Regions from separate parts of the Mus musculus genome. Here all the other regions are linked to region 6. A link is a contact called in public promoter capture Hi-C data. All regions are on one chromosome and are shown on one strand. The core of a region is the stretch at or near the end of the contact, and the rest is flanking DNA. Distances in the headings are between cores, read along the strand shown. Region 1 holds the start of Zfp94 (zinc finger protein 94). Region 2 holds the start of Calm3 (calmodulin 3). Region 3 holds the start of Hif3a (hypoxia inducible factor 3, alpha subunit). Region 4 holds the start of Foxa3 (forkhead box A3). Region 5 holds the start of Rps19 (ribosomal protein S19). Region 6 holds the start of Zfp524 (zinc finger protein 524). Region 7 holds the start of Zc3h4 (zinc finger CCCH-type containing 4).

Region 1 (2,700 bases), core at 165-2,664, about 19 Mb after region 6:
TATGCTTGGTCAACAGACCACCACTTCCTCCTTCCTCCCCTGAATCTGTAATGGGGGTAGGGTTAGAGGTAAGGGGCTACACTTGATCAAACCATCTTTTTTTTCCTTTTTTGTTTTTTGGGTTTTTTTGGCTTTTTGTTTTGTTTTGTTTTTCAAGACAGGGTTTCTCTGTGCAGCCCTGGCTGTCCTGGAACTCACTCTGTAGACCAGGCTGGCCTCGAACTCAGAAATCCATCTGCCTCTGCCTCCCAAGTGCTGGGATTACAGGTGTGTGCCACCACTGCCCGGCTGATCAAACCATCTTGGGAGCATGCTGAGCAGGGAGCTGTGTTGTTTGGACCATCAGCTTTCAGGCTATGACTAGTTTTGAATTTTATGCGGCAACAGTCTTGATCTGAGTTACTCTATCTTGGATAAAAGTGCCAAGAAGAAATCCATGTCTTGTTTACACAGTCATAGCCAGGCGACTCAATTGTGCTATTAAAAGATATCGACTAGCCTTTAGTCCCAGCACTCAGGTAGATCTCTGTGAGTTCAAAGCCAGCCTGGTAACATAAAACATAAGCGCACCAACCATATCACGTTACTTCTTCACCAAGGGACCGGTATGTGGCAGGCACACTGCTCAGTAGCCTGGTCACATGCCAGGAGCCAAGTCCAGTTCCAATGATCCATCCTGTGATAATAAACTCACGAGTGTGTATAACTGTGTGCCAGGTGACTCGTGGTCTGAAATTTATCATTAGCTATGTTAAGCTTGGAATAAAAGAACCTGTGATTAATGGCCAACCACCAGGAGAAATCGAGATTCCTTGGCAAATTGCAGCCAACGAAACTGACACAGCTTATGACTTTCTTGTCGTTCAGCAAAATCTGACATCGTGGAAAGCCATAGACGTGTCCGTTTATCCTTCTACATGACAGGCTCTCGACAAATCTCCACCCATCCCGATTCTCTGCAGTGTAGGTGTGAGTCCTAGAACCTTCAGGGCAGGGTGACACTAGCTACATCAATGCCTCAAACAACACTATCAACATGGCCCTCGCACCCCAATTCCAGACAGCAGTGAAGGAAGGTGTGAGGGCTCACACCTGTCATCGCAACACACCGGATGCTGAGGCAGGAGGCTGACTGAGCCACGCGCTGAGACCCTATCAGTGCGATGATATCTGTGGGATGGAGGGAGGCTCATTGGGCGCCCTGCGCTTCCCTTTCGCCAGCCTGGAGCCGACTCCCCTACGGCCGCCCGCCGCCAACCCTGCAAACCTCCAGATCCAGGCATCAGTCGAGGAAGGTGTGGGAGAGAGGAGACTCAAGGGAGGACAAGGGGAGCGGATGCTAACAGAAACCACCTGGGAAACACTTCCCAGAATGCTTCGCATCAGCCCGCACAACAGAAGCACGCGCAATGCTCCGAGAATTTGAACTACGCTTCCCAGAATGCTCGGCGTCCGCCGGCCTTCACAGACGCACGCGCAATGCGCAGAGACCCTGGACGACACTTCCCAGAAATCTCCGCGTCAGCTCTCCCGGGTGCCTGCGTGTTTGTGGAACAGTTGAACTACATTTCCGGTAGTGAATGCGGAGAGGCGGATCTTACACTCGTTTCTCCTAGTATATAGCCTCTCTGGAGTGTGTGTGTGTGCGCCACGCAGGTACTTCCCTAGCCCTCTGCGGAACTTTTTATTTAATCTGCGAGACACTGGTGCGCACTGTACAATCCATACTGAATTTACGATGGTCCTCCTGCCTCAGTCTTGCACACTCTCAAATGCTGGGCTAACGTGTGTGCCATGACACCATGCTGCCTCTGAACTTGACACGTCCCACGTGGAAAATTTTTCACCCTGGAAAATTAAGAGTCCTTACCTCATAGGCGGTAATTTGGCCCTACCGTTGTCCTTATATACCTGAGTATATAATATATACTTCTGTGTTTCTCAAAGAAACCAAAATTCTCTCTACACATCACAGCCACACAATCCACTTAACCTCCTGCTAGGCTGCTTCTTCAATGTAACCACAGGTACATTGATAATTCATACTCTCCTCCCTGCCCCTCCAGTTTTCTCCCCACTTCCTTCTATCTTCCACATCAATCTAGATCAATCCACAGGAGAAACAAGTTTTGGTTTGCTTGGTTTTTTTTGTTTGTTTGTTTGTTTGTTTTGTTTTGTTTTGTTTATTTTTCAGAGATTTATTTCTTTTTTTATTTATGTGAGTACAAATAAAGTACAATTAAAAAAAAAGCTAGCTTCAGACACACACTAGAAGAGGGCATCCGATCCCATTACAGATGGTTGTGAGCCACCATGTGGTTGCTGGGAATTGAACTCAGGACCTCTGGCAGTCAGTGCTCTTAACTGCTGAACCATCTCTCAGCCCTGTCTGTCTGTCTGTCTGTCTGTCTGTCTGTTTGTTTGTTTGTTTGTTTGTTTGTTTTTAATTATCCCAAAGGACCACTAGCAAAAGTTTTTTTCATCCAAACAAAATCTCGGCGTATGTGTGTGGCACAGCGGAGATGCTGTAACAGGTATACATAGTAGCAAGGAAAAAGACTAGTTTTTACATGATATGATTGTTGTGACAATTTTGGAGTTTTGGTTTCTTTGAAAAACAGAAATACTATAGGAATGTTTTGATTTTAGCCCCAGGTGAGGAATATGAGGCTGCTTCAGACGGTCCACAGCAGCTGGGAT
Region 2 (2,700 bases), core at 46-2,545, about 12 Mb after region 6:
GCGCAATAGGGCCCTGAACAACTCCGCCCACCTGCTCCCACTGCCTCAGTGCCTTCAGCCTGGCCCAGCCCCATTCTTGCCAAGGCAAAGGGAGCACACAGCTACTCCTTCAGGTCCTCTGCTGCAGCCCATGACCAAGCCCGAGTCATCAGCCTTTGTGTCGGGACCTTTCCCCGGAGACACCCACCTCTAAACCTAGTCCTACCTCAGCCACCATTCATTGTCTCCTACACTTCTCTAGAAGGCTGTCCAACCTCACCCCCACCACCCAAACTCAAGTCCTTCCCTAGCCCTCACCTTGGAAACCCCGTTTTTTCTCTGACCCAAACAAAACACGCCTTACAAACCCCAACCTCTCTTTCTAGTGCAACAACCTAGACCTCAGAATCCTTCCTAGCTACCCCCAACCAAGTTCTCCACAAGGCTCCCTGGTTCCCCACACTACCCGTGATCACATCCCCACTCCTTTAAAAACATTTCTGCGACCCCCAACTCTCCTCAGTCCCCTTCTGGGTCCTCACAGGCTCCAAGAGCATCTTCTAGCCTCTGCTGCCACCCACCTCGGGCTCCTCCTTACCTCAGCCTGCACCTGACCCTTCTCCTCTTCCTCCTCCTCTTGGCAATGCTTGTCCTTGGAGACCCCTCCCCCACCGGGGTCTACAGTGCACAAGTGACCCAGGATCCCCATCTATCCTCTCTGCAGAACACTCCCTAGGAACCGACCGGTCCCCCTCTCCGCTACCCACAGCCACCCCTCTAGGAGCAGCCTCCTGCATTCCTCCAGGACCCAAAGCCTTCATCGCCGGCGTTTCCTATTTCCTCCTCCCGGGGACCGGGTAGATGTGATTCTAAAACCAATCGCCCGGAGAGGGATCCGAATGCTGCCTGGGAGGTGGCGGGGGTGGGGATGTCCTGGAGCTCCTCATTTGAAGCCTCAGACTGTCTGTTTGGGGGTCCTACCAATTCCATCTGCTGCTAAAACCGCTTCTAGAAGTCCCAAGGGCCGCATGGGAGGTCCCGAGGGGCCCGGCCTCTCCCTCCCAGGGTTCGCTCGCCATCTCCGGGATGGGGGGGTCTCCACCCGACTTCAGCCGCCTCACTCACCATGGCGAGGCACCGGTATCCGGAGCTCGGGGATCGAGGTTACTCTGGCGGCGGCAGCAGCTGCAGCAGCTCGAGCTCCGCCGCGCGTCCGCGCCTCCACACTCTTTGCCCGCAGCGCGCGCCACCGCCGCCGCCGCCCGCCCCAACGGTCCCTCAACGGCCGCCGCGCGCGCCCCGCCTCGCCCGGCCCCGCCCCAGACGGCTCGCGCGCTCCCGCTGCACTGCGGCTTCCTACGGATCCCTTCGCGTCAGGCTCGTGCGGCTCGCCCCTTCCACAGAGCCCAGCGAATCTGCTGCCGCACGGGCACGCGCACGCGCGTTCCCCACCGCGGGGACTACTTTCGCTCTCGGCGCTCTCGGCCCCTTGCATCCGCTCCGCTTTCCTCTCTGGCGGAAGGGCACCGGTTTACGGAGAGTGACACGTCTCTGTGTGAGCCACGCCGCTATTGGACCCGCCTCGTGGCGGAAATGAGAACGCAACTCCGATTGGTCCGGCCTTCCCTGCAATGCGTCAAACTGGGGCGAGCCACCGCGCGGTGTGCGGGGGGCAGCACGACCTGTGTGGCTCTGTGGAGCCGCGAGGAATAGAGGGGCTAAGACGGAAACAGGGTGGATGTTGGAGAAGCAAATACGTTGTCTCTATGGCTCGGAAATAAAAATGGGTTGGGGGAAGAAGCAGAAGGACTTTCTTCTCTCTCCCTTTGAGCAGATACAAGATGGTTTAATCCAAAATCGTGGGGTCTAGGAGCCTGGCCTGAACCGGCTCTTCACAGTGGTTGGCTCTTCAAGGTTCCGCTGGTCTCCTGAAGGTTCCACCCTCTACGCGTACAATTTGCTGGGATGGCTGAGTGGGTGAAGGCGCTTGCAGGCAAGCTAGAAACTGTGAGTTCGATCACCGGAACTCACGTGGTGGTTTGGAGAACAGACTTCCACAAAGAATTGTCCTCGGACTTCCACATGCGCGCTGTATAAATAAGTTCAAACAAACAAACAAACACAAATCTAAAACACGCACAAAAGCAACATGTGGGGATCTGGACTTGACTCTTGATCTCAGGATCTGTACCCAGAACAATCTCTGGATGCAGAATGTTTTCATTCATTCATTCATTCATTCACTCATTCAGCCAATTAAACATGAATTGGGCACTGCTGTCTGCACAGATCTGGTGCCGGGCTGTGCTGGTGACATCACACTTCTCAACCATTCTCTTGTCACCTAGACAGTGTGACTCACTTCTTATTCTAGGGATTCCAGGCACAGAAAGAAAAAGAACTGTTGCTAAGGGCACCTGAGACAACTGTATTGTATACCATAGTGTATATACTGTACATTACTGTACAGAGCCCTCGTATAGGATGGGAGTTGGCATTTTCTTCCTTCCTTTATTTATTTATTTATTTATTTATTTATTTATTTATTGAGACTGTGTAGCCCTGAGCCCTGGTTGGCCTTCAGAATCAAAGGCATGCATCGACACTCCAGGGCAAGAACTGACAGAGAAGGGGGGTGGGGGGAGAGAGAGAGAGAGAGAACTTCTAGGGTCAGAAAACTTTTTTTTTTTTTTTTTGGTGGGGAGGGAGAGACTGGGAGAA
Region 3 (2,700 bases), core at 53-2,552, about 12 Mb after region 6:
GGCCAGAAAAAGGGCGAGCCTGGGTGGGTTGAGGTAGGGGGTAAAAACTGGGTGTAGAGAAAAACCAATCAGATCTCGGAAGCCAGGGAGGAGGGACAGGGGTGAGGCTTGAGGGATGCCCCAATTTAGACAGGGAATACCAAGAGTCTAGGAAATTTTTCTGGGGTCTCCCGTGGCAACCTGGCGAAATGGGCTCCACTGGCTATGGTCCCAAAGCCTCTGCACCTGTTGCAAGGTGAACACAGAACCCGCTTCTTCCTAGGATAACCCCAGCTGTGTCCAGCCACAGGAGGGCGCTGCCTTCCCTTGATTAGCCAGGGCATCTTTCGGAAGGATGTCTCTCAAATAGGGTTTGGGTGGGGCCCTCCTCCCTCAATTACAGACTGGGTCCAGGCAGATGAAATTGACACAGAACCAGATCGCAGGAAGTGGCTCAGATTTGTTCTGTTGGTACTGAAAAGGAGCGACCCTACTTATTTAATGCTGTTTTTTGAGACAAGAAAATGTAGACCAAAGCTGGTCTGGAACTTGCCATGTAGGCCAGGCTGGCTTTGAAAGCATCAATCTCCTATAGCTTTCCAAGTGCTGGGTTTACAGGCATGAATCTCCTTCCCCAGCTATCATTCCACTCTTTGAAAGGCAAAAAGACCTTGGTTAGGTCCCACACAGCCTCTAATGAGGACCTCCCTATCCCCATGTCATTTTAGAGCATTTTGAAGCTTGGGAGACTGTTAGAAAGGGCATGGTAAAATTAACCTCTCTCCTGGAATTCAGAAATAGTGTCTTTCAGGGACTCCCTAGAAACTCCAGTTTGGGGATCCCTTATTAACACCACAAGAGCTAGACTGCCAAGGAAGACTCCTTTCAGGGATTTGGAGGAAAAGACTTTTTTGGAAGAAGTCTTCCTTGCTCAAACGCGACCACCTCCAATCCATAAGGAACTTGGAGTTTCACCCCCAGCCAGATGGAGGATTGAACCCGATGTATCTGGAAATTGCAGCTCATAACCCCAAAGCAGTTCCAGGGGAGGGGGGCGGGACAGCTGGAGCTCTGGGGGTAAATCCCTGATACCCTGAAAACCTCTAAGGTGGAGGGTGCATCGGGATGTGTCCCCAATCGGGCGCCTCACAGTGTCCTCAACTTGAGCCACACCCCAGAGATGAGGGGTTCCCTTAAAGCTCCGTCAAAGAGAGCCCCCAGACCCCACCATCCTATCCCCGAAGCCCTGTACCTCACGCGCTGCAGCCCCAACGCCATGGCTCGCCCTTCGCGGTTCCAGAGCCCTCGATGCCCAGCGTCCCCCTCCCCTGCCTGTGTGAGCCCCCTCCCCAGCTCCACCTCTGCCACTCCATTGGCTGGTCTTTGCCCAGCCCGCGGCTCTGATTGGAAGGTGGGCTTGTTGCTCCCGAGAAGGAGGAGGGACTAAAGGAGAAGACTTGGAACTTCAAGGGGTTGGGGAATCCGATGTAATGCACACCCCCAGCCACGCCCCTGCCCCAGACTTCCTTGGCAGTCCGGAGCCCGCCGGGCGTGATTTCCCTCCAGTCTCTGAACTTCCATATGTACACTTCTGAACCATCTGATTCACTGTTCTCTGTGTCCCAGTTCCTGTCGCAGTCTCTGCCTTCACTCCCACCTTTCCCAACCCCCTCTCCTTTCTCCCGCTCTGTCCTTTTCTTGACGTACCAAGTCCCCACTTCTCTCCACCCCGAACTCTACTTCACCTGTATTTCATAACCCCTTTCTTTGCCATACCCCATGTCCCTCCACTGTGTGGCCCCACTGTGGACCCCGCCTCCCAGAATCTTCCTTGTCCACCCGTCTCCACCCCATCCTGACCCGTGGCCTCTCTTAACTCCCTGTGCAGGTTCCTGCGGATGAATAATTAAGCTTCTGTCAAGTAAATATGCTTTAGCTTCATCACACCCACTTGTAAAGGGAACAGAGAACCGATGAGAGATACGTGCGCAGTGACATGGACAGGTGGAAGACGGTACAGCTGGGTAAGGAAGAGGAAGGAAGTTCCTGTGTAGGCTGGAGAGGGCGTGGACACTAAGGACAGGGGTGAAGGAGCAGTGTTCCTTCCGTATGCAGGTTTGGGTACACTCTACACTGCGGCAGAAATGGATTTATTGTTTTTGAGTTATTGGGCAAGCTCCATCTTAGGACTTTCACACATAACTGCGCACTCTCTTTAGAGTGCTCTTCTCGGCTAGACGGTTGGCTCCAGGTTTAAGGCCCTTGCTGCCAACCCTGAAGACCAGTGTTCAATCCCCAGGCCCTCCCCCCTCCCCCCACATCGTGGAAGGCAAGGTCTTTGATTTATCTGCGCGCACGCGCGCACACACACACACACACACACACACACACACACATACACACACCACACGTAAAATGTAATAAAAAACTTAAAAAAATTCTCCTCTAAAAATCCACATGGCTCCCCACCTCAACTCAGGAAAATAGTAAGCTGTCTCCTCCCATTGCCTTCTCTTCTCCATCTTCCTTCTCCTCTTCTTTCTCCTTCCTCTTTCTTCCTCCTCTTCTCCATTTTATTTTCAGATGGGGTCTCATGTAACCCCGTCAAGACTGGCCAGCAAGAGCTGGCCTTGAACTTCTATCCTCCTGCCTTCACCTTCCAAGTGGATTACAGGTGTGTACCATTATGCCCAGCTCCCATGCCATTTAGTTTCAGTTGAT
Region 4 (2,700 bases), core at 177-2,676, about 14 Mb after region 6:
CAAATTTTAGTTTTTCTTCTCTAGAACCCTCAACTAACTTCTTCAGATGTGTCCCCAGAAGGACAGACTTGTAGTTGGCTCTCTTAAATCCAATGCTCAAACTCCCAATGACCTGAGATACCACCCTGGCTTCTGCCTTCCTACAAAGTCACCAACACCTCCAGCCCCCTCCCTTTCTACTTCTGCACACTCCCAATTCCTTCCCGGTCAGCTCTGCCCCACCTCACACCTCACCAGACCTAGGACAGGCCCCTCCCGGGCACCTCGCCAACTCCAAGACCAGCTACCCCTAGGGATCCAGGAGTCCAATTCCACAACTTGGAAATACAGACCCTAGCCACCTCCCTCAGCCGCTGAAGCTTGACTTGTTCGAGAGCCCCCCCCCCCCACCTTAAGCCGTCTATGTCAGGAGCTCATGGGTCCAGAACCTCGGCCCTTCTCCCCACCATCACAATATGGACTACAGGGTGCAGAAGCACTCGGACAAACGGGAGTTAGACGTGAAGAGGGACTTTCTGTTTGTTGGGGTGAAGGAATTAATGTAAGTCTAGCAATGCCTAGATGGTGTACATTCTGGAGAGCCCCTGCTGAGGGTCGGGGTAAGGATGGCTGACTCCTGCCACACAGATGTGGATCCTCTTGTCTTTTGATCTTCCAAGGCTGACGTCATCTGAGGACTAGTCTACCTAAGCCACCTGTTACATTAGATTCCTCAGAAGGACCCCCGACCACCCTATTTGTGCCCCTACCTTAGCTCCTCAGCTGATCTTTATCCCGGAACCTCAATTCTGACCCCCGACTGCCCGAAGTCCCCCAACCCCCGTCTTCAACCCTGAATTCCGGCACAAACTTTTCCTTACTGCGGACTACCAATGCCTCTTAGTCTCTGTATTTCTCCTCTCTACTACAGAACTCATTTCTCGAGGTCCTCCAGCTCTATCGCTCTACCCTAGAGCTCCGGTTCCCACCTCCAATTTGTTCATTCGACTCAGGGGCTCGACACCTTTCAAGTATAACTTCGAGGTTTCATTGCTAACATTTTCTTCCGTTGGAAGCAAGCCTTCGCATGGATCTGCAGTCTAAATCGTTCTCCCAAACCTTGTCCCCCGACTCCCACACCTAGAATCTGTGTCCTCAGGTCTGTTGCTCCCACCTGGGCCCACACCACAGCGCCTGCTTGCATTTAAGCCCCACACCTGCCCCCCATTTCCCGCTCCGCCATCCCCGAGGACACACCTCGCCCGCCTCCGGGTAGTAGCTCCACTCGGCCAGGTCATGAGCCTCCATCTTCACTGAGCCCAGCATCCCCGGGGCCTGCGCCCCCACACACCCAGGCTGAGGCCCCCCTGGGGGAACCGAGTGCTTCGGTCTCTCTACAGGCACTAGCCCCGAGTTCCGACCTGAGGCACACAGCCCGGGAGTCCCGCTGGCCCAGGCGCCTTGGGAGGCAGCCACTTTTTATAGCCGGGACACCCCCTCCCGGGCCCGCCCCGGGCTCCCCGCCCGCCTCCCCGAGCGCGGCGCCCTCGGATTGGGGCGCCCCCTGCGGGATCTCAAGAAGAGAGACCTCAGGCACTGGGAGCCTCGGTCCTGGCACCTGGAAGCTTGCGATGGATGAAGAGTCGGGGACTACAAGGCGTGGGGTAGAGAGCCACACCCTGCTGATCCCAAAAGCCCTAGAGCAACAGAGCGGGAGCCGGGGAATCTTTCTGCCTCTAAGTGTTTCATCATCTCCAGCTAAAGGAGGGAAACTCTAGAACCCCGCATGTCTTCCACGAAAGAAAGGAGGTTGACAGAGCTCAGGACTCCACAAGTCCCTATACAACACCGTTTAAGTAGCCCGCAGAGATTCCTGAAACCACATTCCCATTGGACAGACAGGAAGACTGAGGCTTTTGACGTCTGCGAATGTTGCAGGCTCCGTACAGAGTCAGGGTCGGCGGTGGAAAGGCTCAGGGCTTCTGCTCAGACCCCATTAAGGCACCAGATCTCCTCTAAGACCCAGAAACTCCACTCACAGCACTCTCCACTCAACGTTAGCCAGCCGTCTAGGGAGAGGGACTCCGGACCGCTGGGAACTCCATTTCCCAGAAGCCTTCGTTCCCATTTCCGTCCGGCGCCTGCGCAGCGCGGACTACATTTCCCAGAAGGCATGGCGCTCGAAGGCCGGAAATGGCGGCCGCTCCGGTGGACGCCCGGGGAGGGCGGGCGGCTGCCGACGCGGCACGCCTTAGGGGCGGGGACCGGCCGCGGTGCCGGACTCCATTTCCCGGCGGCCCTACTAGTGCAGCGCCTGCGCCGTGTCACGGCGGCGGGCGGAAGATGGCGGCGGCGGCAGCGTCTGCGGAGAGGCGCTGCTGAGGGGGCGCGAGGGGGACAGAGGCCGGAGTCGCGGTGAGCGGGTGGCGGCGTGAGGTCCTGGGGTGGGGGGAGGGGGGGCGCTGACAAGGCCGGGGCGCGAGCGATGGGGAGGGCCTCGGCGAGGGCCGGGAGCAGCGGGGTCGCGGGCCCCCGCTTCTTCCCACACTGCTCGGGACCCATCCTTGCCTTCTTTGGCTTCCCGGTCCCCCGGGGCCAAAGTTCCACCGTGGCCGCGCAGACCTCCTGGGCCACCAGCCTGGCCCTGGCTCGTCCCCCGCTCCGCACACTGCTGCACCGGGCCCTTCACTTCCCCAGACTGGCCGTGTGCGAAGCTTCCCA
Region 5 (2,700 bases), core at 162-2,661, about 20 Mb after region 6:
GAAATTGCTGAGCCATCTGTCTCTCCGGCCCCTCAAACTGGCTTAACTTTTCACTTATGTATTGATAATTCATTTCTTTTTAATATTTTTTTCTAATTTTAAGTCTTAGTATGTGTATAAAGAGGGTGCGATATGTGAACATACACCCTTCTCTGAGACGCACCTGTGGCAGTCAGAGGACAAAACTCTGTAGTTAGTTCTTATACCGTGATGGGTTCAAAGAATCGTATCAGGTCAATCAGGCTCGTATGGGAGAACTTCTACCTAGTGAGCGAACCATCACAATGCCCCTCGTTTCTTTTTTTTTTTTGGGGGGGGGGGGGTCGAGACAGGGTTTCTCTGTGTAGCCCTGACTGTCCTGGAACTCACTCTGTAGACCAGGCTGGCCTCGAACTCAGAAATCCGCCTGCCTCTGCCTCCTGAGTGCTGGGATTAAAGGCGTGCGCCACCACGCCCGGCCCCTCCTCTCTTTTCTATCTTAAATAATATTTGTCTGGATGCAACACAACCTCAAATATTTTATGCGCTGCGCTGCGGGGTGGGAGTGGGAGGTACTGAGAGCCTGGCGTAGTGACACACTCCCGTAGCATTAAGCTGGGGGATCATGAGTTCAAAGCCAGCCTTAGATAAAAAGTCCCAGGCCAGTCTTGGCTAAATAAATTAATGATAATCCTGTCTCAAAACAACAAACGATAGGCAGGTAGGTGGGTGGGTAGGTACAGATATAATAAAGTTGCACAGGTCAGCTTGGATGACTCAGAAGAGGCAAACGAGGAGACTAACGGTCTGAACAACCAGACTCCGGCACTAGATGGCGGAGCTGAACCTCCACCAAGGGCCCGCCTCTACCCCTTTGTCCCCGCCCTAATCTCCTCCCCGCTCCCAACGCCTTCTTTCCTCTCCGCGAGCGTCAATGGAGCTGAAGCAACTTCCGCCCAAAGAAGGGTGGGGCTTCCGTGTATCTCTTGGTCTCGCGAATGCTAATGCTAGCACAAAAGGTGGTGGTGGCCACATGTCATAGTGCCTTTTCCCTGGATTGCCTGTCACGGTTCCGCCCGTAACTATTCCCATTTCCGGCCAGGAAGCAGGGTCTTGCGCTGAATCCCGCCTTCCTTTCGTGCGCGCTCAACTTCGCCCGCACTTCCGCCCTCAAAAGTTTCCGCCTCCTTGTTCCCGCCAGACACACAAGGCTCAAATGAAGGCCGACTCCCCCAGCTCGCTCCGGTCACGCCCAAGGAAACGGAAAGAGGAACCAGATCCCTTATCCTCCTCCCGAGTCCCTTCTCTTGGCTTCTCCACCCCTTCCTCTTACAGACCCGCCCATTTTGGGTGGAGATGAAGCCATATTCGCCCTCAGAAAGGCGGAGCCCTCTGGTTTAGCCGCTCTCGCGAGCACTCCGAAATCTCGCGAGACTCGACGCCCGACTTGTGCGCCCGGGAAACCCCGTCGTTCCCTTTCCCCTGGCTGGCAGCGCGGAGGCCGCACGGTGAGTGAGGGCTCTGGGTCGCGGCTGTGCGCGGGGCCACGGGGCCGGGCTTTCTGGCCCCAAGAGCTCGTGCCGGGACCGCGGGAAGCCCGGCGCGGGGTCGCTCCGCCCTCTGGAGCCGCGGCCACGTGCGAGCGGCAGGCCCGGACATGCCTGATCGCCGCAATCCGGGAGCCCGGAGGGTTAGGTGGGCAGCGGAGGGGTGAGTGGGACGCCCGGAACGTGGGCTTGAGGGAGCGGGGTGTGGAGGGCTCTCCCACGCGGTCACCACGCCGCGGTGCTGCGATCCGCGTGGCGTGTGCACCCGGCAACTCTGTTGGACCTGCAGGAGCCGAGTTGCAGGGACATGAGGCTGGGTGGATGCTGAGGCTTTGGGGTGGACTGGCGACGAGCAGGGTTGGTGTTGACCTGGACCCACGTCAGGGGTTTGCACCAAGCCTGACCTCGGCATGCTTGTCCCTTCCTCAGATGCCCGGAGTTACTGTAAAAGACGTTAACCAGCAGGAGTTCGTCAGAGCTCTGGCAGCCTTCCTCAAAAAGTAAGTGTTTGTTGGAACTGAGGCCTGACCCCTGTGCGCTGTGACCCCAATGTGTCATTAATCCCTCTGGCCACTTGCTGGGGGTCTTTTCTGAATTGGGCCTACGGTGACCATGCTTCCTTTTTAACCTGTTCGTTCTTGCTTTTTTTTTCCCCCAACCTTGTTAACTTGCTAAAGGTTAGTAGATCTGAAGTCATCTTTGGAAATTTTTGAAGTGTGCTTTTTCTCAATTCTCTTGGTTCTAGGTCCGGGAAGCTGAAAGTCCCCGAATGGGTGGACACAGTCAAGCTGGCCAAACATAAAGAGCTTGCCCCATATGATGAGAACTGGTTCTACACACGAGCTGGTAAGAACTGAGGCTTTGGCTGGGAGTGGGAACCTGGGCGACCCCAGGCAGGGACCCTGTCTTCCCCTCCCATCTACACCAGGAGACAGACCTCATTATTGAATAGCTGTAGCTTTAAACTAGAAAGGAAATCTGAGGGCAAATGAGTGTCCATATTTTGCTTACTTGAGAGTCTTAACAGCTTTCTGTGTCCACGGTTATAGCATTTAGATTTGAACAACTGTCAACTCCTGTTTGGTTGAGTGGTCGGGAGTGCCACTCCTGTTATAAAGGAAACTTACAGATCTGGTGCCCAAAGAAAACTTTGGGGTGCCCCTCTGGTCTCTCT
Region 6 (2,700 bases), core at 12-2,511:
CATTTTCTAACCAGTCTCCACACTTTCTTGAAACCCCTCCCCTCCAACTATAAGCCACGCCTCAACAAGCTACTCCTCCAGTTCTGCCCCGCCCCGACCACCTTAAGCTCCGCCCCTCCTGCGCCCTACGGTGTCTGGTGCAGCCGGCCCCCACCCCCACCCCTGCTCGATCTTGCGAACAAGGCCCGGAAAACTGGCCCTTTGTACCCCTCTCCCTGCCCCTACAAGGTGCAGTCTCGGGCGCCCGAGTCGGGGGCAGGTCAAGCGGCCCAGGAACTAGGCAAGACCACCTTGCTTTTGCGTTGCGGAGGTCCTGGAGACCAGGCAGGCCTCCGGGGGGCCGGGAAAGTCTGTCCGCTTTCCTGTTTAATTACTTACACCTCCCTCTGGGCGCCGACATTTTGGGTAGCGGGGTCAGCGTCACTTCCACCTGAGGGGCCTCTCGACTTCCGCCTCAGCTCTCTTCTACGCCCCCCCAACCCCCCTTTACCCCTCCTTCTTGGCTTCTCTATCCCGCCCCCGCCCCGCCCTTCTGTGTTTTCCTTTCCTATTTCCAGCCGCGGAGGTTAAAGAAGCTAGGCTAGCGCCATCTTTGTTGAGGGCAGGGCAGGGGCGGGGCCTAAGTTACCCGCGGCGCCATATAGACTAAGGGCAATACTCTCAGCGTGCAGCATTTCGTAGCCCACGGTGCGGTTACAAAGAGTTAACATAGATGTGTTTAGATAAGATTGCTTTTTTTTTCTAGTCTTTGACTTCTGCTGGGAAGGATGCGGGAAGAGGGAGAAAAATCCAAGTGGTCAAACTTGTTCAGAGTTAGGAAACACCAAGCACCATTTTACTACTTTAACTCCATGGCTCTTTGAAGCTGATGGGCGCCATATTAATTAGGGGCACTTAGCAGCCATTTCCCGCTTCTCATCTATCCGGTACCTGTATTTGATTGGGTCACCGGGTTGGGAAGGCTTCGTGGGAGGAAAGGCATTTTTGCAGGTGGTTGGGGATTTTTGTGCGTTGTCACTGGGCACACGAAGGCGCCTGATACGCAGGCGCATTTGTTGCTAGCGTGTCGGGGCCTTGGGACCCAGGGCATCCTCTTTGTTCCCCGCGGGCGCTGGCAGCAGGGAAGGGAGGGAGGGGCCCCCGGCTTCCGTGCCGAGGGGCGGGGTCCAGCTCACGCTCTGCTACCTCCCACACCCCCGCCCCGCCGCCGCCTAGGGGCTGGGCCCCCTCTCTCCCGCCCCTTCCCACGCTTCGGCCCGTCGCCCCCGGCGCGCGCGCGCGTACACACGCGAGCCCAGGCAGCATGCAAATGAGGTACCCAGAGGCGGGGGGCCCGGGTGGGGGGGATGGGGGAAAGAGGGTGGTCCCGGCGCGCGCGCATAAGCGCGCACCCGGCACCTGTTCCCAGCTTCTTTGCTCTCTCCTGCGCACGTCGACCTCGCGCCCCGCCGAGCGGTCTGGGCTCGCGCGCGCAGACCCCCTTCTGGCAGCCCCTGCCACCAATGTCCCCGCGCCGCTCATTGGCCACCGTACCCTGAGGGCCCGCCCCGCTTGCGGGCTGGGCCACTCGCGCCTGACAGGCACGCGTCGTACCGGACTTGTGGGTGGGAGAGGGTCGAAGAGCCACTCTGTCACTTCATAGGTATGTTTCAGAAACTCAGCTTCTTGTCCAGGCTTCCTCATCGTGCGAACCATATGATCCTGGACAAGTTGCTTCTGTGTGGACCTCATGCTATGTGCATATTAAAAGGGGGTGCAAGTTTTGGGGGTGTAGCTCAGGCCCAGTATGTGTGAGGCCCTGATTAGGATAGCCAACACCACACACAAAACTTTAAACCAACCAAACAATAAAATAATAAAAAGAGGGGTGCAGGGTCCCCCGACAGAATCTGCTGCTAGCTGCACCTTTGACCTTTGACCCCAAGTACACTCAATTCCTACTATCCTGGGATCTTGTGGGCACTGGGGAAAGTCCTGGAGCTTTCTATTTTCTAGACTGTGCACTAAGGACATTTTTGAAGCTTCCTCATTCCTGTCGATTCTCCCAACAACCTTGGTATATTGACTTTATAGAGAAGGAAACAGACTCAGGCAAAGCCACTTGTAGAATCACATGGTGATTGTTGGCCAAACTGGATCCAAATGAAACCCTTTGAAAATGTTCCCTCAGAGGATTGCTGTGAGGCTCAACGACCAGTGCTGTAGTGCTGGCTCTTATGTTCACAGCATGTCTGGGTTAGTAGGTAAAACCAATCAAACAAACCAATAAACAAAAATCCCCGATTTCCATCTTACAAAAGACACAAATAAGCTCAGAGAAGTAAGGATCTTGGCTAAGGTCACACAAAGGAAGGGACAGACTCAGCATTTGATTTCTGGGTATATGACTTCAAAGCCCAGACTCTTAGCAACTTTCATATATATCTTTCACAAATCAATAGCTTTTGGCTAGGACTTGTCTCTCTTCATGCCCCCCCATCTCTGTGGGGAGCAGGAGCCTTTTGAGACCTTTGTGACCCAGAATTTGATGGGCTGTTTCAAGGCCTACATTCTTAGCTGGATTTTTTCAAAAATTTATTTATTTTTGGCTTGTTTTGACTTTAAAGGCTTTTTGTAGTTATGTTGATGTAATGAAAAACTATGACCATAGCAACGTATAAAGAAAGCGTTTTAATTGGAGGCATGCTTATATTTTTCAGA
Region 7 (2,700 bases), core at 110-2,609, about 11 Mb after region 6:
TATTCGCTAATTCCTATTCGCTCCGCTCAATGTATTTCGGCTACTTCCGCCTCCTCCCGGGATCCCTTCCCTGACTTCGGCTCTTTCCGGACTCTCGCCTCGCCCCCCCCCAGGGGGGGGCTTCTCCCATCCCGAAGCGCTTCGGCTATTTCCGGCTCTCCCGGCCTTCCCTAGCCCCGCCCCCACGACCACCCTTGGTCCTTTAGGTGGGTCTCTGATCCGCTCCGCGTTGCTGCAGTGACCTAGATCTTCCCTCGGCTCTTTCCGGCTTTTTTCAGAGTCTCGTTAATCTCAGCTGTGTTCGGCTCTTTCCGTGCCCTCTCCTCCGCCTCGCCCTTCCGCTTCGGCTCTTTTCGCCGACTTTCGGGCGGGCTGGCTCTGCCCTTCTCCACGTGACGCTCCTCCGGCCTCTCCGCTACCCCCTCCCTCCACGCCCTTCCTCCGGCTTCAGCCTCCGTGCTTGTCCCGGCTGTGCCGCCATTTTGTGTGAATTCCTGACCGCGGCGGGGGCCCGGCAGCTGGGGCATCTAGGGCGGGCAGACAGTCGGCCCATCTCCATAGCCCGATCCCTCTTCTCCCCGATTTTTTTTTAACCATCCCCCCTGCTCGCTCTCCTCTCCCCCCCTTTCCCTTCGCTTGCTCCGTCGCGCGCGGGCCCGCGCTAATTACACCCAACCACCCACCAGTGTCCGTGTCCCCCGGGTCTCAGGCCTTGGGGGGCCGCGTGTGTGTGTGCGTGCGTGTGTGGCGGAAGGGGACCTCTCGTCCCGATGAGGGTCCCGTGCCCGTGAGCGAGTGACCTCAGGGCCAGGCTGCGGAGAAAGCAGGCGGCGGGCGGCCTTGCCGGGGCCTAGGCCTCGCGGCCTACGTGGAAGTCGGCTCAGAGGTGACTCCGAAACCGAAAAAAAAAATACTCGATATCGATCTATGTATCTATATGCCCAGTTCCCATCAGGAGGCCCCGGAGCGCTGAAGTGTGCCCCTCCCGCCACGCCCAAGCAGTCCTTTTTGGTGCATTAACATCCCCTCCCCCTCAAAGGAACGATGGAGGCCGTGCCCGGGACCCCCCCGCCGCCGCCATCAGAGTCGCCACCGCCGCCATCGCCACCGCCGCCATCAACGCCTTCGCCTCCTCCGTGTTCCCCCGACGGCCGCGCGGCCACCCCGCACCTCCTCCACCACCGCCTCCCGCTCCCTGACGACAGGTCAGGCCCCCCGGCCTGGGCCGGGCAGCGTCCCCCGTGGGAGGGGGGGAGGAGGAGGAGGAAGGGGACGGCCGCCATGTTGGGCCGGGCCGCGGAGGAGGAGGAGGAGGAGGAGGAAGGGCGGGGTCGGTGGGTGTCTCTAGCTCGCTCGCTCTTTCTCGCTTCGCTTTCTCTCCCGGCCTCATGCGTTGCCCCCCCTCGCGGCGTTCGCCCGCTCTCCCTCGCTCTCGCTCTGTCTTTTTTTGGGCGCCATGCTGAGGGGAAGGTGAGGAGGCGCCCCCCGGACCCCCCGCGCCCGCCGGTCTGTCGGTCCGTCCGCCCGCCCGGGGCACGGGCCGCCAAGGGGGTGGGCTTGCCGAGGCCCATCAGCCTCCTCGGCCGCCCCTGCTCCGGGAGCTGGCCGTCAGCGGCCTGTCGCCTGGCTTCGGGGAAGGCTTTTGGGGGAGGGGCCCCCGGATTCTCTTGTTTTAGGGGCATCTCCAGCTTGCAGCTCCTCTCTTAAGGGGTTCGGAGTTGGGGGTCTTCCCAATCCCCTACAGTATCCTTTCTCCTGGGGGACGCATACCCTGTCCATTTTGGATAGGTACCCGAGTCTAACGGAGGCAGAAAAATGGGGGTTTGGATCAGCCTTCGCTCTTTCGTTCTAAGGAGGACTCCTTAGGATGGGGGCTCTGGTGCACTTTTAATTTTTTGGCGGGAGGTATTTTCTAGCTTCTCCCTAGAAGGCAGGCAGGTAACGGGTGCATTTCCAGCTCTTTTGATTAAATCCCCTGACCTTCTTTGGAAACCCTATTGGTTTTTTTTTTTTTTTTGGGGGGTCCCTCTCTTTTTGTAGGTAGGTGACAGTCAGTGGTGGAGGGTCCTTAGTTTTAAGGTTTTTGTTTTTTTGCGGGGGGGTTGTATGAAGGTTGCTTTTCCTGCATTGGATAGTAGAGGAAGTTGGCCACCGCTTTCTCCGGGCATCGCCCCCTCTTTGGGGCAAAACAGGGTGCAATCGCCCCCTTGGGAGCAAAGATCTCCCCCGTGTGCTTTGGCAGGACGTGAACTGTGGCGCCTCTTGTCCTCTAGTGCGAAATGGGTTCCCCACGCCCTTCTCTGGCGGGTGATAATGGGACCAGCCCTGCGTGTTTTGAGGATGAGAGGTTTGGGGCCATTTTTGCCCTGCTGGAGCCGAAAGATAAGGGGTACATAGTTTGCTGATTCCTGGGAGCTGGAGTGAGTAGGTTTGAAAATAGGTGGGTTTCAGGGAGCAGAAAAGCTAGTCTTGCAGGCGGGGGTGGGGGTAGGGTGGAGAATGCGCTAGACAGAAGCCTCGCTCGCAGCCGTCAGGGAACCGCAGAGGACCCCTTCAGACCATGGGTCTCAGCCCTTTCTCCCCACTCCCACCTCCTGTTCTCCCTTTCTCCTTCACAGACCCTCCTTTGCCTTTTAAAAGAAATGCCACCCACATTCAAAGACACAGGTGCAGCAGTTTGGTGAGCTTTTTTTACAATTT

The links. Promoter capture Hi-C pulls out the DNA fragments that hold promoters and counts their contacts.
Region 1: a contact with region 6 is called in a promoter capture Hi-C map of pre-B cells. The contact joins the promoter of Zfp94 here to the promoter of Zfp524 in region 6. A contact is called at or near these places in 4 of 39 promoter capture datasets (cranial neural crest, frontonasal cranial neural crest, maxillary cranial neural crest and 1 more).
Region 2: a contact with region 6 is called in a promoter capture Hi-C map of cranial neural crest. The contact joins the promoter of Calm3 here to the promoter of Zfp524 in region 6. A contact is called at or near these places in 3 of 39 promoter capture datasets (cranial neural crest, frontonasal cranial neural crest and second pharyngeal arch cranial neural crest) and 1 of 484 Hi-C or Micro-C datasets (B cells).
Region 3: a promoter capture Hi-C map of cranial neural crest shows a contact between it and region 6. The contact joins the promoter of Hif3a here to the promoter of Zfp524 in region 6. A contact is called at or near these places in 3 of 39 promoter capture datasets (cranial neural crest, frontonasal cranial neural crest and second pharyngeal arch cranial neural crest) and 1 of 484 Hi-C or Micro-C datasets (B cells).
Region 4: a promoter capture Hi-C map of second pharyngeal arch cranial neural crest shows a contact between it and region 6. The contact joins the promoter of Foxa3 here to the promoter of Zfp524 in region 6. A contact is called at or near these places in 5 of 39 promoter capture datasets (cranial neural crest, frontonasal cranial neural crest, maxillary cranial neural crest and 2 more).
Region 5: a contact with region 6 is called in a promoter capture Hi-C map of frontonasal cranial neural crest. The contact joins the promoter of Rps19 here to the promoter of Zfp524 in region 6. A contact is called at or near these places in 3 of 39 promoter capture datasets (cranial neural crest, frontonasal cranial neural crest and pre-B cells).
Region 7: a promoter capture Hi-C map of pre-B cells shows a contact between it and region 6, with 4 times the contacts expected there. The contact joins the promoter of Zc3h4 here to the promoter of Zfp524 in region 6. A contact is called at or near these places in 4 of 39 promoter capture datasets (cranial neural crest, frontonasal cranial neural crest, maxillary cranial neural crest and 1 more).

What each region holds. Positions count from the first base shown.
Region 1 is chr7:24,315,252-24,317,951 of GRCm38.p6, forward strand. It overlaps Zfp94 (zinc finger protein 94), which reads right to left and starts at 1,415. Exons shown (of 6, transcript NM_001199321.1): 1 at 1,268-1,415. It also overlaps the pseudogene Gm44513.
Region 2 is chr7:16,922,737-16,925,436 of GRCm38.p6, forward strand. Calm3 (calmodulin 3) reads right to left here and starts at 1,296. Exons shown (of 6, transcript NM_007590.3): 1 at 1,105-1,296. The coding sequence starts at 1,107. It overlaps Gm45972 (predicted gene, 45972), which reads left to right. Exons shown (of 3, transcript NR_165470.1): 3 at 704-1,782.
Region 3 is chr7:17,061,125-17,063,824 of GRCm38.p6, forward strand. Hif3a (hypoxia inducible factor 3, alpha subunit) reads right to left here and starts at 1,303. Exons shown (of 15, transcript NM_001162950.1): 1 at 1,232-1,303. The coding sequence starts at 1,257.
Region 4 is chr7:19,022,113-19,024,812 of GRCm38.p6, forward strand. It overlaps Foxa3 (forkhead box A3), which reads right to left and starts at 1,427. Exons shown (of 2, transcript NM_008260.2): 1 at 1,237-1,427. The coding sequence starts at 1,305. It overlaps Sympk (symplekin), which reads left to right and starts at 2,265. Exons shown (of 27, transcript NM_026605.2): 1 at 2,265-2,394.
Region 5 is chr7:24,883,181-24,885,880 of GRCm38.p6, forward strand. Rps19 (ribosomal protein S19) reads left to right here and starts at 1,412. Exons shown (of 6, transcript NM_001360119.1): 1 at 1,412-1,487; 2 at 1,956-2,026; 3 at 2,272-2,372. The coding sequence starts at 1,956.
Region 6 is chr7:5,014,247-5,016,946 of GRCm38.p6, forward strand. Zfp524 (zinc finger protein 524) reads left to right here and starts at 1,262. Exons shown (of 2, transcript NM_025324.2): 1 at 1,262-1,314. Fiz1 (Flt3 interacting zinc finger protein 1) reads right to left here and starts at 482. Exons shown (of 3, transcript NM_001110329.1): 1 at 379-482.
Region 7 is chr7:16,399,837-16,402,536 of GRCm38.p6, forward strand. It overlaps Zc3h4 (zinc finger CCCH-type containing 4), which reads left to right and starts at 1,360. Exons shown (of 14, transcript NM_198631.2): 1 at 1,360-1,470. The coding sequence starts at 1,457.